Linked DNA regions of Mus musculus: region 2 is linked to region 1. A link is a contact called in public HiChIP or PLAC-seq data. All regions are on one chromosome and are shown on one strand. Each heading gives the region's core, a stretch centred on a gene start, on an enhancer-like site or on the middle of the called end of the contact. The rest is flanking DNA. Distances are from core to core; before and after follow the strand shown. Region 1 holds the start of Arhgef4 (Rho guanine nucleotide exchange factor (GEF) 4). Region 2 overlaps Plekhb2 (pleckstrin homology domain containing, family B (evectins) member 2).

Region 1 (3,963 bases), core at 1,077-3,576:
AGGCTGCACCCCAGGACAACTGTTTACAAACAGTTTGGATAGTGTTGGAGGCAAAGCCCTGGTATGCCCTTCAGATGGTTATGTGGTCCAGAGCCAGTCTACTAGTCAGACAAGTCCACAGCAGAGCAAGAGGCCAGGCGCGTAGACTTGCAGTGAACCCCATGCTCTTCTGGGAGGGCTTAGTGCTAGCCTTTTAAGTAGCCAGAACTCATAATCAGCACCAGGGAGTCTTAGTGGGTGCTCTACAGCCATTTCCTCCAGACTGAAGCATCCAGTCCTACAAAGAACCTGGAGGCTGACAGCTCCCATTCAACGCACAAGAGGCTCCTCCCAGAAGTTATATTCAACTACAGGCAACTCCTGGAGGAGAGGTGACTTCCATGTGAGCTCCTCAGGGGACTCCATCCATGCAGTGCAACACACTCATTGCTGCTCGGTCATGCAGTGGTAGGTTTTTCAGGGACGCAGCTGCCTGAGTCACCCAAACTCCTGAAAGTAACCCCTCACCCCCAGTACTCGGAGTACTCCAACAATAGTGGCTCACTAAGATGGAATTGCAATGGAATCCTTTCTTTGGCCCCTGCTTGCCTCTCTCTGGGGTAAATACAAACAGACTCCCCATGGAAACTTGCAACAGTGGATTGCTTCCTCTCTAGGCAGTGGTTCCCTCCCATGTGAAGAACACAGATTCAGGGGCAGTGTCCAAGACTAAATACACAGAGCCCACCCAGTCAAGAGTCCAGTTCTGAACACGGACTCTTTTCTCGCACTATCATGTGACTCAGGGATATGCGTCTATCAAGTTGGATAGCACAGAGGGTGACAGATTCGGTCCCTCCATACAATGTCCAGGTGCTTCTCTGAAGTAATTGACCCCACTGGGTTCTAGCCATTTATCTTTCAACCAGGCCTAGGCTGGCTGCCCTGGGCATCTGAAAGGAAGTGGAGAAGCAGATGCTGTTTGAACATAGGAGAAATATACTACACTCCAACTGTCACCTAGGTAATATGCTAATGATCACTGGGGTAGGACTTCAGTGAGGGATGCAGGCTTGGGCTGTGAGGGATGCAGTGAGGGATGCCCAGAGCCAGTGTGGACAGATGCTCAACCTTCATGGGATGCTTGATCCCATCAAATGCAGTACAATGCTCACAAACTCTTGCCTCTGTACTTCTGCAGAAATTTAGAATACTCTATTTCTGTTTTACAACTATTTTTTTAAAAAAAATGGTGTGTGTGTGTGTGTGTGTGTGTGTAGGTTTGAGTGTGTTAAAGCTGCGTTTATATAAAGATGACTATAACTCAGGTTGGCCTCACTGGAACTGTTATTAACATTTTCTTTTTGTGTTATGAAATTATAACTAGGGGCCAGGGAGATGGCTCGGTTGTTAAGAGAACTTGATGTACAAGTGAGAGGATTTGAGTTTGGATCCCAGCCCCCACATAAAAATCGGGGTGTGGCCACGCCTGCCCATAACTCCTTTCCTGAGTCAGAGGAACCTGGCAGAGATAGGATGGAGAGCTGGGCTTGACAGCCAGCCAGTCAGCCATTCCAGCAGAAAAACCAGCCCCATACGCAGTGAGAGATTGTCTCCAAGGGGAAAGTCGGGAAGCAAAAGCCAAGTCCCGGAACATCCTCCTGTGGTGTGCATATGCTTGTGCACAAACACACAAATGAACCTAAAAAACTGATGACTCGTCAAAAACGGGACTCTAGAGCCCCTGTGTCCTGGTCACCTGCTTCTGTCTCACCACGCTGCGCCAGCTTCCAGGACTCTCCTCACCTTTCCTCCAGTCACATCTATCAGAGAACAACTGGAAAGGCGGGGAAAGGGGAGCAAGAAGTGGGCTCTGGGTCAAGACTTAGTTAGGTACAGGGGTTTGAGTCCACAATTGCCCAGTTCTAGCTTTGTGAGTACAGACTGCGCGCAGCTTCTGTTTCCTCAACTACTAAAGTATTGCGTTAACGTCTTGAAGGTTCTCAACGCTTGACTAAGCTGTGAGGTGGAAAGGGAGGTGGCTGCTTCCAATAGGACCACGGTCAGGCACTAGTCATAGGACTGTGTGCCAGACAGACCTAGGGGATCAAAGGGTGGAGGTAAGCGTGCCAGTGAGCCGCAGATAGACCGCTGTGGATCCACTTGCCCTTTTCTTACTTAGACTACGCTCAGATTCCTAGTGGGCAGGCGGGACCAGTGTTTGGACAAGTCCCTGCGGACTCGCACGTGCCCGGCGTGGCCCGGTTGCGGAGGCGGGGCTCCTCGGCGGTCCAGGGCAGACCATGGGGCGGGGCGCGGGGTGGCGTCCGGAGCTCGGCTCGCCAGCGCAGTCAGGAGCAGCGGGTGGCCGTAGTGCCCGGGCAGCACCATGCTCGGTGTGGTGCACTTCCTTCGCAGCTTCTTTAAGGTGAGAGACGTGGTCCCGGGGATTCAAAACCGGGTTTGCTTGCAGAGTTTTGCTGGGGTTGCTGAAGGGGCAGCCGCGCACGCCGCTGCGCCCTGGGCTGTTTGTGGGTGCCTAAGAGGTACCCAAGAACGATCCGCGCGGCAGTCGCAGCTTCTCGATGGATGTGCTGGATCTGGAGGTGGTGGCCTGCCCGAGTGTGGCCTTGGGGACTGCGGGGACGGGGGGAGAAAGAGGCGCACAGGGGATTATAGGCTCCGGGGAGGGGGAAAGTGGACTTGACCGAGGCTGGAGAGACTGGTGAGAGCCCGGGCACTCCTGGGTTTCTCCCAGTCTTGGCTGGGTAGCTGGGCAGCTGGAGCTACCCAGGAAGTGGTTGCTATTGTAGTTACCTGGATATATCAGAGGGAGAATCTCGGTTGGGGCACCTTCGTGAACAAGTGCCTAAGACTCCGTACCGGAATCGGAACTTAGTAGAAGAGCTGAGTCCTTGACTGGGGTCGGTCGATCGTGGAGACCCCACTATACTGGGATGCTACCACGTCTCTTAACCACACAGGGATCTTGGGGTGGGCAGCCGGCTGCAGGGTACTGGCAGAGGGGTAGCTGGTTGCAGGTTGCCAAGTCCCACCTCTCCAAGTGAGCAGTGTGGGAGGTGGGAATGTGACCTGACTTTAGGACCAAGGCTTCAAGAATCCGGAAGTGTCAGCTGGAGGCCAGCAGGAGGAAGCGCAGGGAAAGGCTGGCAGGTGATGGCTGCGGGTGAGGCAGAGTCTTCTGGTCCTGAGAGCTCTGAGCCGGGGGTGGGGGTGGGGTGGGGGTGGGGGTGAGCAGGTGACCCAGACCCATACGGGATAGAAGGAACTCTGCCTGACCTCAGCCTTTGCCTCTGCCATTTGGAAGGCCTGCCTACCTGTAACCACCTTAGTGGTTACAATACAACCATAGAGGAAGAGAATGAGGGATGGGGAGAGGGGACTTTCTGGGGCTCCGCATCGAGGTGGGGGAAGGGCGAGCATGCCTGGCTCGCTGTTTTGTGCTGTTCAGACTCTTGGAATGATGACCCTGCCACAGAATCCCAAGCTATACGGTGGATCTTGGAATAATCATTTAAGCACTTTGGGGTTTGTTTTCCTGTTTGGAAAAGTGTGGTTAATTCGTTTTGTTCCTTTCGGGTGAGGGTCTTAAGGCAACAGGTGGGTGGAGTTTTTGTGAGCTGGGGACCTTGGTTCTTCCTCAGTTATGACTGTAGGTAACAGTAAGCAACGGGTGACTTAGGTCACAAGTCAGCTAGACAGAATCTCCAGGTCTTGCTTGCCTTAGCTCAGGGGACGGACTGTGTAGCCTATGGGGAGGTGGCTAGCAATTCTGGGACAGCTTGCCTGTTTGCTAACCAGACCTGGGAACTGGGGACAGGATGTCCTCACATTTCCCTCTTACTCACTGTCCTGTCCCTGGACCCTCTTACCATATCCCATGTATATAGAGGACAGGATGGATGTGCCTTGCAGGCTCTCCCCTGGGAGGAGCTGAAGGCCACCGCACCCATTTATGGCTGC
Region 2 (3,963 bases), core at 599-3,098, 180 kb after region 1:
AGATTACAGCCCCAAGGTTCAGGTTTAAATAGAAGGTTAGGAAGCATTTGTGCATAGCCCAGCAGTTCTGGTCCAGGTCTGCAGCATTGGCTCATCATTGGTAGAACACCATCCAGCTCCGAGTGGAATCTCTCTGGGAGACTTGCCTCCCCTGTGGCAGAATCAGGCTTCAACCTTTTCCTGCCAGCATGAGACTCCCCGAAAAACTCCATTTCTCCAGAGACCATTGTTCTCAAAGCGTTGTGATCAGGAGTGGAGTTCAGGATTCGGTTGTGTTGTTTTCTCTGGGGTGGAGGGCCTGGGCTGTGCCCCATGCTGCTTTTGGCCTGATAGAAACCTGGAAACAGAGGTTGTGTGTGGAGGGGCACTGCCCAGGAGACCAGAAGACAAAACGGCTGTTTACTTCCTTATTCTGCCCTGAGTCACATGGCCTCACACCCCAGCTCCACTGCCTCCGGAGATACGCCCAGCAGCTGGCCGACTGTCCTCTGACCTGGGTGGAGAGCTGTAAGGTGTCATGGGGTGTACCCATTGACAGGGCTTCTTCTGACCTTCCTTGTAGACACTGTGTAAGTGAGAGCCTGCCTGACAAGCCCTGGCACAGTCCTCAGCTTGTGAACACCAGGGTCAGATCCCCAGGGCTGTTACCTTAGCAGCTCATGTTCAAGCTGCCTTCAAGCCTGCTCCTAGCTTTTCTAGTCCCAGGACTCCCGAGCCCTCCATCGGAAGTCAGGCAGAAGTCTGGTCCTTTCGGTTGTAAGCCTAGCCTTTTGTCCTAGCATGCATACCTAACATCATAAGTAGTAAATCCAACATGCATCCCTATCAACACGCTGCTTTCATGAGAGAGGCCTATAGGCAAGTCTGTGGGCCTTTGGGCAAGTCTGTGGGCCTATGGGCAAGTCTGTGGGCCTATGGGCAAGTCTGTGGGCCTATGGGCAAGTCTGTGGGCCTATGGGCAAGTCTGTGGGCCTATGGGCAAGTCTGTGGGCCTATGGGCAAGTCATTGACTTGCTTATGATTGTTATGGAGGGCCCGGCTCTCAAGCAAGAGAAGCAAGCCAGTAAGTAGCATTCTCCTGAGGCTTCTGCTTCAGTTCGTACCTCCAGGTTCCTGCCTTGGCTTCCTTCAAGGGACTGTGATCCTGCATGTGTAAGCCAAAAAAGCCCTTTCCTCACCAAGTTGCTTTTGGTCAGTGTGTTTATCACAGTAGCAGGAAACAAACTAAGATGCATTTTCTAGCGGGGCCGCAGTCTAAACTTTAACGCTTAAGCACCGTCCAGCCTTCACTAGTAGGACTTTTTCTTCTCCTTTCCTTTCCCCTTTCTCCTTTCCCCCTTCCCCTTTCCTGCAGGACAGTGACACCCACTTGTAGGGTGGGCTGTTCCACTTTAGGTAATCTAATCTGCAAATTCAGACATGCCTGGAGGTCTTGAGGCAGGTGATTCTAGGTCCCATCAAGCTGATTGACCATCGGGATTAACCACATCACAGATGGGTTTTGGGATTAGCCCAGTTGGTAAACACAGCTGTCTTCAGGGTCAGCTGCCTTTGAGCTCCTCCCCCATCCCGTCACAAGATGGCAGCCAGTAGCGGTGGGTGGGTATGTCTCTGTTCACAATCTCTTGGAAAAAAAGATGGAGGCTGGTTTTGTGGATTCAGCTTGTGATTGTGTGCTACTTTGAAAAAGAGAGATGAAGAGATCCAATCACAGCCTCCAACTCCCACCAGGCTGTCTTCTCCGTCCCAACGTGAAGTTTAGGTTTAAGTAGAGGACTAGACATATGCATAGCTTTCCTGGTCAAGGGGTTGTCTCAGCCGGCACTGACCAGTCTCAGGGTGGTCTGATTCGCTGTCAGACCGTGGAGATTCTCTTTCCAGAGTAGTTCCCCTTCTGGCTCTACCAGGCATCGGCCTGTCCTTTCCAGAATGAGATCCCTGGGAAAATCTCAATTCCGCATGGTGTCTTGTTTCACAGTCTGATGGCCAAAGGGAGGGACTCCAAGTCATTTTGGAATCTCTTTATCCTGCCAGGCCTTCTACACTGCAACACTTCCTCCTGGCTAGGCATTGAAGTTTGCCAGGCCGATGGGGAAAACTGCGAACTCTGCATCTGAGTTTTGTCTTCTGAGTTGAGAAGGAACTGACTATCTTCTTTAATTTTTTATATCTAATTTACATTTAAATTTACAGATTGATTGATGATTGATCGTGTATGTGCACACACACACCCTGACATGCATGCCAAGGTCAGAGGACAACCTGAGGGAGTTGGATTTCTCTTGCCTCCCTCTGTGTCTTAGAGATCATACTACTGACTTCAGGCTTTGCCGCAGGCCCTGTTGCCTACTGAACCCTCTTCCTGACCCAAACTGGGTATTTTAAGAGTTTGTTCTTGTTTGTTTTATGGCTCTGTGTGTGTGTGTGTGTGTGTGTGTGTGTGTGTGTGTGTGTGTGTGAGAGAGAGAGAGAGAGAGAGAGAGTGTGTGTGTGTGTGTGTGAGACGTCATTGCTGCCATCTGTTAATGGTCTTCCTCATTTGTCATTAGTCTTTTGACACTCCTTCACCTATACAGATATCCTTTGTTTTTAAAGTTATGCCTATTATTACTGTGGAGGGACACACTTGTGCTGTGGTGCACATGTTGGGGGTTAGAGAACAACTCCTCGGAGTCAGTTTTCCTCTGGCGTGTGGGTGCTAGGAATTGCCATTACCTGTTACTAAACCTCACTGGCCCAGGGCGGTTTTTAGTTTTTGTTTTCATTTTAGCTGTATGAGTGTTTTGTTGTGTGTGTGTGTGTGTGTGTGTGTGTGTTTTAAGTGCACCATGTGCATGCAGTGGCTGTGGAGGAGAGAAGAGGGGGTCAGATCCCCTGAAACTGGAGTTCCAGGTGGTCGTAAACTGCCACCCAGAACAACACCTGGGGCCTCTGAGAAGCAGGAAGGATTGGGTCATCTATTTTATGGAATTAAATCTCTCAGTGTTTTTCTTGAAGGCCCAAGGTTTTCTGCCTTGAACTAGCTACTCATCTGATAACAGTGAGGGATGACTAGACTTGTGAGTCTGTGGAACATATCAGCGTTGGGCCGAGGCAGCTGGACTCCAGGTCTTTAGGACACTTGGATGTGTCGTGAGAAGGCTCAAGTCCGTAGCGGAGTCAAGCCTTAGTATTTCTGGAGCTGCCCTGAGCCTGTTGGGACTCAGGAGGTGGGAGGAAGGGTGGGTGGTATAGACCCGTGGAGAAGGCTTTGATAAATATCAGGTAGTGTGAGGTCACACGGCTTTGGGTTGTTCCTCAGCTCCCTCAGGAGAGGGGAGAGGGGAGAAGGGGAGAAGGGAAGAGTGGGGAGGGAAGAGGGGAGAGGGGAGGGGTTGAAAAGAGCCAGATGAACCGTTCTTTTCCTGACTCTTGATCCTGACCCTGTCTGCTCTCTCTCCTGCAGCTGGAGAGATGGCGTTCGTGAAGAGTGGATGGTTACTTCGGCAGAGTGAGTAGAGACATCTGAGAACCCTAAAACAGATCATGTCTGCCAATGGTCACGTCTGGTTACTACTGTTGCCGTGCATCTCCTCTGGGAATCTTTAGGGCTCTGTGACGGTCCTCAAGAAACCATGGAGCTAATAGAAACCATGGAGCTAATAGGAACCAGGAAGCAGGGAGGGCTCTGCCCCCCCCCCCCGCCCCCGTGCTTTATTACTAACGGGGTATTTATTGAGGTGGCTGGGTCTGAGCACGCTTGGCTTCCTGGTCTTTGGCCTGTGTGTGTAGGAAATGGCATGTCCTATCTGGAGCCCGAGAAGGGTCAGTGGGGAGACCTGCCTTGGTGGGTGCACGAGTTTAGCAAATCTTTGTCTCCAGAGAAAACTCAGTTCTTGAGCATGACTCCCGGACATGGCTACCGTGAACTGGCTGTTCGTTTCCTAGGCTGCCACTGGAATAATGAGCTGGTGAGCAGGGAGA

Evidence for each region. HiChIP or PLAC-seq counts read pairs in DNA pulled down with a chosen protein or histone mark.
Region 2: an H3K27ac HiChIP or PLAC-seq map of embryonic stem cells shows a contact between it and region 1, with 2.6 times the contacts expected there. The contact joins the enhancer-like site here to the promoter of Arhgef4 in region 1. A contact is called at or near these places in 2 of 39 promoter capture datasets (the 3T3-L1 cell line and stem cell-derived epiblast-like cells), 1 of 484 Hi-C or Micro-C datasets (nephron progenitors), 1 of 115 datasets of contacts at active chromatin or transcription factors (embryonic stem cells) and 3 of 9 other capture datasets (adipose tissue, liver and pancreatic islet).

The regions. Positions count from the first base shown.
Region 1 is chr1:34,675,856-34,679,818 of GRCm38.p6, forward strand. Arhgef4 (Rho guanine nucleotide exchange factor (GEF) 4) reads left to right here and starts at 2,327. Exons shown (of 14, transcript NM_001368773.1): 1 at 2,327-2,407. The coding sequence starts at 2,369.
Region 2 is chr1:34,858,428-34,862,390 of GRCm38.p6, forward strand. Plekhb2 (pleckstrin homology domain containing, family B (evectins) member 2) reads left to right here. Exons shown (of 8, transcript NM_145516.2): 2 at 3,446-3,490. The coding sequence starts at 3,454. Among named protein-coding and RNA genes, the nearest start is that of Plekhb2, 10 kb to the left of the region's middle. Within about 2 kb of position 1,849, at least 13 of the 459 cell types and tissues checked have an H3K27ac peak or open chromatin away from gene starts, as enhancers often do. A contact at or near this core is called in adipose tissue and embryonic stem cells, where this site is marked.